Regions from separate parts of the Gossypium hirsutum genome. Here regions 1 and 3 are each linked to region 2. The links are chromatin contacts, called in public Hi-C maps. All regions are on one chromosome and are shown on one strand. The core of a region is the stretch at or near the end of the contact, and the rest is flanking DNA. Distances in the headings are between cores, read along the strand shown.

Region 1 (3,272 bases), core at 512-3,011, 180 kb after region 2:
CTTAATTTTCTTCATGCTTTAACTCAATAAAATGCTACTAAAAATCTTCCAAGTACGTGCATAAAAAAAAATCTAAAATTTTTCAGTTAAAAAATATCAAATGCAAATTGAATTGCAACTAAAATCACATTTAAAAAATATAACCGACCTAATAGAGTTATTATTGTTTCATTGAATTGAGAAATGAGAATTTTGCAACATGATATAATTATTATATTTAAATCTCTAATATTTTACGAGAAAAGAAATTTTAATCTAAATATCAAAATGCAAGATTTATTTGATTTGGAGAAAATCTTCCTATGTTTAAACCAGACAATACAATGTTGAGGATAATTAGTGACCTATTTATAAAACAAAAAAGGTAGCACAATTGATGCAAATAAACCCGACTTGACGCATATATCTTTCTCGCTTCTAAGATGTAAAAATTAATCCAAGAATTCAAGATTGTTTGGGAGGCACCAGACATATATATTTATTATTATATCAAATTCTCCAATATCAACACCAAACACACTTAAAGAGAACAGTAAATGCAGGGCCTTGGTCTCTTCAACCAGTAAATTTTTATCCAATCTCAAATTTGTATAAAATATTTTATGTTTACTTGCATTTTTAAAAGTATATGTGTTAATATTCTTCATATTTGTTTTATTTCTGTTAATAATATTGTCTTTAAAATTTAAATTTACACTTCCCTTAAAAATCTAATATATTGTATTATTAGAAAAATATTTGAAAAACAAAACAAGCCATGTTTTTAAGAAATGATTTAGCAGAAGGGAAATTGAGGGTCCCCATGTCCACATCATATGCATCATTGCATGTGCTTTTAGCTGGAAAATGATTTTCCAGTGCCGTGACCTAAGATTTTATAGCTTTTTGTGTCCTCGTATAATAATAAATTATCATTTTAGGTATGTACTTTTTGTTTATTTATGGAATTATGAAACCGAACCCCAGGATTAGTTGAACAAAGATAATAAATTTGGGTAAGGTGGTTGGCGTAGTAAGTAAAAGATGAAATATATATATATATAAATCATGAATTATCCAGACTGGATTTGGGTTGTTAAAGAAAATGATGAGCAGGATTAATTCATATCCAAATTTAAGACAATAACACTATGATATCTGCTCCAGACCCCCCCCCCAAACCTTGGATCTTGTATTAACCCTTTCTTTTTCTTTATTGCATGATAAGCTGGGTACAAATTACAAAATAGTAAGATACGATATGATTAATTTAGAATTCACACATAAGAGATGTCAAAAAGTGCAATCAATATTTTAAAATGGATGTTACATTGGATTCGAGGGTATTATTTTAATTAGTAAGTTTATTAAGGCATTTCAAAAATAAAATTTAGATCAAGCTCACATTATTCACTTAAACAAAAAAAAATATAAGAAAATCTCAGGATAATAAAATTTGAATCATTTAATAGATTTCAAATGGAATAAAATTTTTTGAATAAATTAAAATAGAACGAGACAAGACAAAGGTTAAACGCATCAAACATCTACATAGGTGATTATTATTTTCAATATTTTACATTCATAACAAAACAAAATGAATGATGGAACAAAATATACCAACTTTAAGCAATAATAAATCTAACAATATATATTTCCACTCCCATCGAGATGTACCGAGCAAACTTAAATAAATCCATTTTTTGTTTGAAGGAAGGGCTACGAAATGGATTTATATTGTGCCCGAACATAGGGGCCTCTTTTAGTCCATAGGGTTTTGTTTGAAGCCTTAATTTATAGGCCTTGTCATCTTGTAAAACCAAGTTTTTATCTCTGTTATGGATCCTACATCACACATTACAAATTCATAAATCTTTTAATGAAAGTTTTAACTCCACAAGTAAAATTAAGAAGTTGATAAGTGTCTTACAAGAATATAATAAAATATTAAAAAAATAAAAATATATATTTTAAAAAGACATGTGTAATTTTTTAAACCTATTTTTATAATAAAAAACTTTTTACTAAATTATATATATGGTAACCAAATTACAATATAAAAACTAAATCTGCAATACAAATACTAATACCATTTTAAACCTATAAAACGCCAAAACCATATAAAAAGATCGCAAGAGAAGTGAAAACAAAACACCTCAAAATTTTTGCATCTACATCCCAACCTTTGACTCAATATATTATGAGGTAAGCAATTATCACCACATATGCAATATCAAGGCATAATGGTAAGATAATAAAAATGTAATCTTTAAAATGTTAATACTAAGCATGGTTTATTTAAAATCTAGGTAATGGATTAATTATTATTCTTTATGTCAAGACTAAAATTTTAAAATTCAAAAAGTATAAAGACTTAGAATGATCTAATTGAAAAATATGGACTATGTAACAACCCGATACAGTGGTGTCGAAAAGTACGATTTTAGGTTTCATTTTAATAGACCGAGTCTATAAATAATTAATAAAAATATTTACGGAGTTATGCTATAAATGAATTGAATCGAGGTTAAGTAATTCAGTTGATTTGAGTATTTAATCTAGTTCAAGAATTAAATTGAAAATTTAGATCGCTATAAATTTTAATTTGAAAATAGTTAAAAAGGACTAAAATTGCTAATAGCCCAAAAATTTTGGATGGCAATAAAAAATGCCAATTTTGTGGCTAAAAAATGTTGATGTTATATGTTATTATTTATTATAAAAAATTATAAAAAATAAAATAAGTTAAACTAGTTTAAGTGGAAGGAGAGAGAAGATGTCTTCTCCATCCTTCCACGTGACAAGAAAAAAAAAAGAGAGAAGAAACATAATAGATTTGGTTAGGGTTTCAAACTTTAATCCACAAATTGGTAAGTGTAATTTATTACTTTTCTTATAAATTTTATATTTTTGAGATCGGGGAATCATAATTTAACTAATTTGTGTATCAATTTATAAAACCGTTAAAGTTTTAGAAAGTTACCATTAATGATTTTTCTTTTTTTTATGTTAAATTGATAGATTTTTAGTGTATACATGAAAAATGACTAGATTTTTGAAGTTGGATGTTAGATTTTTCACTTGAGAAAATAAAGTAGATATCAAGTAGAGTAGTTATGAGATTTTGTTAGAAATCGATAATAGAGGGTCTAAAATAGAAGGAAATGAAGGCGGATTATAAATCGACGCTTAGAATGGAGAGTTATGCTTGTTTCGATTTTAAGAATTTAAATTGAATGAAATGTGAAGTTTGTCTAGGATAATAATTGACTATGAATTGGGTGAATTATTGA
Region 2 (3,219 bases), core at 32-2,531:
GTACACCATCTGAAAAGAAAGCAAACTTGCTAGATAACATTTTCATTAAAAATAATTCTTAATCGAATTTTTAATTTTTTTTACTTATTTACAAATGAGAAAACATAATGTTGGTGACTCAATGATGCTAGAAATAGCATCTTTGACAATGCTCAGGACTACGGCAATATCAGGCACCTGCCTATATCTTATGTATGGTGCTTTGTCACCCGACAAAGCTCAAGGTACAACGTTGCTAATACTGTTGAACCCCAACTATACGAATGAGCAATTTGAAAATTAGCCAATAGAGGCCAGTACATTAGGTGGACTTTATTATTATTTGTGTTTGGCATGAGTGCCCCCTATCACCTCCATTATATACGCTCAAGCAGCGCACATATTCTCCCACTCAGAGGCACTACTCGATAAGGTTTTGATAATTTGTTTTAACCAGGAAAATCTCAAACTAGTAAACTTAGCACCACCATCAACCATCGATCGTCCAAGCAATTGATAGCAAAGCGACGCAGGTTCGATCACTTTACTTGAACCTGTGACTGCAACCACCATCCAATGGGAGCTCGAGTTGCAATGCAACATCTTTTAAGGTGATAGTGCACTCCCCACATGGCAAATGAAAATGTGTGGGTTTTCGGGCATCATCACTCAACCAAGGCGGATATTAAGTCAACCCTCAAAACATTCTAATCAATGTCGTTATTCCAAATCTTGATGCACCTTTTCTTTTTTTTTATCAACTTTGTTTTTTTTAAAAAAAATTCAAAGCAGTGTCACCAGTGTATCAGACAAAACCAATAAAAAATATTTTTTCATATTTTTTATCCACTATAATACCTATGAAAATACAATATTTTAAAAATACATACTAATTCTGCCACTCTGTCAGGCGACAAAAAAAATATTATTTTTTAAAAATAACATGATTACAACATATTGAACAAAAAGTAAAGGTAATGTTGCTTATACGTCGCGTCACCAAAAAATAAAATAACAAACATCCTATTTTTATAATTAATTTATTTCCCACTATATTTTTGTATTTAATTAAATTTTTAGTATTATTTAAAAGAAAAAACCCAGCAAACCAAATATGGAATTTCCCGCACCAACCACGACAGACACAACCGCAAAAACCAAACTCAGATCAGACACACAAACCCTTTCCTTTTGTTCCAACTTAAAAAGCTTAGCAAGTGGGGTCCACAATTTATTAGGTTCATTCCACTTGATGGTGGTACTTTCGTAATAAATGGGCAAAATGAGTTACCCACATGTCATTTGCTGCAGACTAACGGAGGTTGAGAGGGAAAAACAAAAGTGGACACGTTTTCCAGGCTTTTCTTCCTTTTCTCTGCTGTTCCCTTCCTCCTCTCTTTTATCTCTGCCTTTTCGCATATTAATATATAAACAATACAACAAAAGCTATATATTTGTATTATTATATTATATACACACATATCTCAACAAGTTCTCATTTCTTTCTTTGCTCATTCAAAGACCGAGAGAGAGAGAGAAAGAGAGAGAGATCCAAAGGCTGCTCAAGCAAAGCTCTAGCCTTGGTCTTTCGCATTTTCTGTCACCATGATCTCCTTGCATAGAAGCTGTTTTCTGGTAATTTCAAATCAACCCATTGTTACTCTCACTATTTCTTGACTACCCATTTCCTAGAATTTAATTCTAAATCGAAACTAAGAGATTAAATCTCTTTCCCTTCTTTTTCCCCTTTTTTCTTTTTGGTATTTCAAGGTCCTTTTTATACCATTAAAGATCTCAAAGGTCTCCTTTTTGTTTTCAATTTAATATCGTTACTGTCTGTTTTGAAACAGAACAACAGCGGCATTTCTGGGTCGTCAAGCCTTTTCTCTTACAAGTTGAATAAGCTGCCGCCAGCTTCGATCAAAGCGACGGCTTTAGGTCCCAACAGCGATACAAACGCCAGCGTTCTGATTGAGAACAACAATGCATTCAAAGGAATAACACAAGATGACACTTCTTTTGCTGCTGACGTGGACATCAATCTCACCGTTGCCGGCGGTGATCGTGAAGTCTACTATGATGACGCCGCCACAGAGGATCAGCTTGTCACCCCTTGGTCTGTCTCTGTTGCTAGGTAAGATTCTATTATTTTTCCTTTCATAATAACTATTTTTGTTTAATTTTCATTTTCTTCCTTATGAGCTTAATAGGTTTGCTTGCTATGTCATGATGGTTTGACATTTTTATACTTGTTTGTGAGATCTAATATCATTGTTTTTGTATGGTTTGTTGGACCCACTAAACTAAGCCCCTTTTTTAGTGCTGGATCTTATTTTATTGTATGGTTTATATTATAATAGTTTGTGTTTATTTATGATTTTCTTTTTGGTGCTTATGTGGTGGAATCTATGACTGTTTTATCTTCAATGCTAGATCTTTGCTTTGTTGCTGAAATTTTGTAATTGAGGAATTAGAAAGAAAAGAAAAGAAACTTTTTAGTGCATATTCAGCCATCTCCCTTGTCTGAGTAAAATAAATATATAGTTTTAGTAATCAATTCTTTGGGAGCTTTTATATTGTTTTCTTCTTCTTCTGTCACCACCTTTGTCTTTGTATTAGTTGTTTGGGATGAATGGAGTTTCTCTAATGCTAGAACATATGACATGTTTGATCATTAGTGCCCTAGTCTAACTCTTCATCATCTGCTGCAGTGGGTATTCTTTGTTGCGAGATCCTCACCACAACAAAGGCCTTGCCTTCACTGAGAAAGAGAGAGATGCTCATTACTTGCGTGGTCTTCTTCCCCCAACCGTTATTTCTCAAGACCTACAGGTTTTCTACCCTGCTTCTACATCATACCTTTGTTTGAGTTGTTCGGATTAGATTTTGTCGATTTGTGCAGTATTCTAATGAATATTTTATCACCATTTACCAGGTGAAGAAAATGATGTATAGTATCCGAAAGTATAAAGTTCCTTTGCAGAAATACATGGCCATGATGGATTTGCAGGTTCCTTTTTCAGTCTATTTTGATTTTGCCTGTTAAGCTGTATGTCTTTTGGACATCGGTATGTGTTTGACTAACCCCATGGATTTGGAGGGCCTTTGGAGGATTATATTTACATACCGATGTCTAAGTATGTGATGGACATGGTACTTAAAGAAAAATGAAGAGTCAGAGTAACATGTCACACCCAATTGCATGATTTATTATACTTTAGTTCATCATATGAGTGACAT
Region 3 (3,364 bases), core at 644-3,143, 190 kb before region 2:
GGTAATGCTTTATAACTCTAATTTAACGATAAAAATGAGTTAGGGGTGTTACAACGCTTGCATGGTCTATCCTACTTTCTATCCCTAATTACTTTATGTAGACAATTAAGATTCCATTACTATTTGCACTAAAATTGAAAAGAGTACTTGAGGTTTCATTTGGGGTAAGGATACAGGTGGTCATAAACCATATTTGGTTAATTGATTTAATTGTTGTCAACCATTATCCAATAGGGGTCTTAGTCTTTGTTGTCTTAAAGTGCAGAACGACTGTTTCCTTCTAAAGCTAGGGTTCAATTTTCTCACAAATAAGCAAGCATTGTGGGTTCAACTTCTCCGTGCTAAATATAAAGTCAAAGACGTGTGTCCGGTGGACATATCGAAGGGTTTGTGTTCCTTTGTTTGGAGGTCGCTTGGTCTGTTGGTGATCCAATCATAGTATGGATAAATAATTGGGTCTCGAAAATTAGTCATTTTATTAACTTTTGCTGTAATATGGATCTCATTAATATGGATACTACCCTTTGGGAGGTTACGTTAGTTGACGGTAGTTGGGATTGGAATTTTTGGCATTGTATGGTGGATAGAAACGTTGTTCTTTATATTGTAGGTATCATGCCTTCGAATCCTTCTATTGGGCAAGATGAGCTAATTTCCACATGATCTACTAACAGTGAGTTTACTATCAAATCGACATACAAACACCTGATGTAGAACTATTTGAAACCTGTAGACAGCAAATGGAAATTGGCTTGGTCTTTTGAGGGCCCTCAACACGTTAGACAATTCTTCTGGTTAGTTTTTAAGGAACGATTGCTAACGAATGCCGAAAGATTCATAAGAGGAATGGTTGGCAATCCTTATTGCTTAATTTGTGGTAATTCTGAAGAATCTATCATCCATGTTTTGCAAGACTGTAACAAGGCTCGTGTTCTGTGGAAACAACTTATCCTTGAAAGATGTTTAATGCAACTTTTTCCATCCTGTTATTAGACTAGATCACTTTAAATTTAAGGAATGATCTTGATCTAGTCTATACTGAGGTAAAGTGGCAATCTCTGTTTGGTATAATTTGTTGGAATATGTGGAAACAAAGGAATATGTGGATTGTTCAAGGGGTGGATGTTGATTTAAAGCATATTCTTATCTCTTCATAGAGTTGGGCGAGTTCTATCAAGCATTGTCTTATTTCATCTGTTGGATCTTCTAGGAGCTTTAGCCGTTACAATAATTGGAAACCTCCTCCGTCGGGTTTCGTTAAATTAAACACGGATGGGGCAAAATCCTCGAGTTTGGGATTTCCATCAGCTGCTGTTGTGGCGTTAGATGTTATGGGCAGATGGCCTGGAGGTGTAGGCAAAATATTGGAAGATGTAGTGTCGAGCAGACGAAACTTTGGGCAATTTATGACGCCCTTGTGTTGTCTTGGGATGCTAAATGGGATATTATTATCGTTGAAATGGATTATGCCTAAGCCCTTACAGCAATTTCGAACAAATCTCGTGGTAAATTGAACAGTGATTTAGTGATAAAAATAAAGGAACTTTGTAGCAGAAAGTGACAGATAATTTTACAAAATGTCCCAAAAGAAGTTAATGCTACAACTCATATATGGGTTGGTGCAATGCAAAAGATCTCATATGGTTCTATCAGGTTCAAAGAGATCCCAACATAAATCATTGAGCAAGCTTAATTTAATGACAACCAATTTGTAGTACAACTGCTTTATCTTTACAATTGATTTATAAAAACGGGGTGCTTTATCTTTACAATTGATTTATAAAAACGGGGTATAGAGAATAATAGTACACATTGAGAACCAAAAATAAAGTATAATAGCCAAATTAATAAAAAATTGTACAAATATCAAAGTGATAATTTAACAATAGTACGGGTCGTTTATTTTTCAAACTAATATTTTTGGCCACGTGGTCTCCTATTTCGAACAAAAGGAGTTTGGGCGAGTTGAAGTTCCCTTCTCAATTCCCATTCTATTTCTCCATTGACCTCTCTCTCCTGATAATCACCATTGAAGCGAAACCAAAGCGTATCTCTTCTCGTCTCTGAATCTCATCAATCAGCAACTGAACAAGAAAACTTACAATTAACTACTGCTGTCTACTGCTACTAGTCTACTACCTAGGTACTTAATTTGTTCGTTAATAATATGAATTAATCTGGTACTTAATTTGTTCGTTAATAATATGAATTAATCTATCAAACCCTAGAAATTCTAACTCCTCACCGTCTTTGCTAATCGTTTAGAACAGCACTATAGGCAGCTCATAGTCAGCCACGATGCCGTAGTGCTAGGAACTGCTCTCAACGAACGCATCCTCCGCTCTCTTCTTTCTGTTCATCGACTCAAGGTCTTCTTTTTTCTTTTTCTTCCCATTTACCTGCTGCTATAATATATTTCCTATCTTCTTTTCTTTGTTTTTCTTTTAAGTAATTGATTTCTGATCCTAGATCTTGATGGGTACATCTTAGATTTGTGTACGGATCTGTTGGATATCGTTGCCATTGATTAAGGCAAACACCACGTCTATGCCTATCTTTCTTTTTCTCTCTCTCCCCCCTCCTTTTTCTGCACCATTCCTTATCGAGGTGCCTTTGATTAAGGCATGGATCTGTTACATTTTAACGAGGTTGCTGCAAATAGGATATGTTTCCCCTAAAATTTTCAATCCTCCTGTCAGTAGCTACAACGATGCAATTATACTGAAATAAATCAGTTTAATCTAATCAAGGGATGCCAACTACTGACATCCCCCTGTCAAATGTGAAAAATTCTCATGATCCTGCTTGTATAGTTGATCATAGTTCTTTTTTTGAGTAAAACCTCTTTATCGTCTAACCATCCCCAATTGCTTGCACTATGTAACTCTTGAAAATGTTTGTGCTAAGGTAAAGTGAGTCTTCTAGATAAGCTTGGTTTTCCTAAATGCTTTACTTGTGAAAGGAAATGCAACTTGTTTATTCTATAACGTTGATTTCAAAGTAGAAAGTGTCTTTTGTTTCGCTCTTTTTGGAAAATTACAAAATGGTGCTAGATATTTATTATATTACTTTTGTTGTTTGTTCATTTCATTTGGTGCTGTTCATCATGCATTTAGGTTCTGCATATGGATAGGAACAAGTACTATGGAGGAGAGCCTACATCACTCAACCTGATTCAGGTTCCATTTTCTGCATAGTCCAAAGGCCCAGCTAATCTATTGATTTGTTTTCCTTTATTTATTTATTAATTAATGCCTTTAAATTATTTGTTGGCAGCTCTGGAAGGCAAAGTTAGTGGTGTAACATCTGAAGGTGAAACTGCCAGGTGTAAGAAAGTTGTTTGGGACCCTTCCCACTTGTGAAA

Evidence for each region. A called contact is a pair of places that touch in the nucleus more often than the background predicts.
Region 1: a Hi-C map of leaf shows a contact between it and region 2, with 3 times the contacts expected there. The contact joins the enhancer-like site here to the promoter of LOC107950654 in region 2. A contact is called at or near these places in 6 of 34 Hi-C or Micro-C datasets (callus, hypocotyl, leaf and 1 more).
Region 3: a Hi-C map of leaf shows a contact between it and region 2, with 2.9 times the contacts expected there. The contact joins the promoter of LOC107950626 here to the promoter of LOC107950654 in region 2. A contact is called at or near these places in 4 of 34 Hi-C or Micro-C datasets (hypocotyl, leaf and seedling).

The regions. Positions count from the first base shown.
Region 1 is chrD03:11,323,115-11,326,386 of Gossypium_hirsutum_v2.1, reverse strand. No RefSeq gene overlaps it. Among protein-coding and RNA genes, the nearest start is that of LOC107943047, 66 kb to the right of the region's middle. Within about 2 kb of position 1,761, at least 3 of the 9 cell types and tissues checked have an H3K27ac peak or open chromatin away from gene starts, as enhancers often do. A contact at or near this core is called in leaf, where this site is marked.
Region 2 is chrD03:11,498,318-11,501,536 of Gossypium_hirsutum_v2.1, reverse strand. It overlaps LOC107950654 (NADP-dependent malic enzyme), which reads left to right and starts at 1,281. Exons shown (of 20, transcript XM_016885534.2): 1 at 1,281-1,614; 2 at 1,830-2,113; 3 at 2,691-2,811; 4 at 2,915-2,989. The coding sequence starts at 1,585.
Region 3 is chrD03:11,690,313-11,693,676 of Gossypium_hirsutum_v2.1, reverse strand. It overlaps LOC107950626 (probable dolichyl pyrophosphate Glc1Man9GlcNAc2 alpha-1,3-glucosyltransferase), which reads left to right and starts at 1,893. Exons shown (of 9, transcript XM_016885506.2): 1 at 1,893-2,143; 2 at 2,271-2,369; 3 at 3,117-3,179; 4 at 3,277-3,364.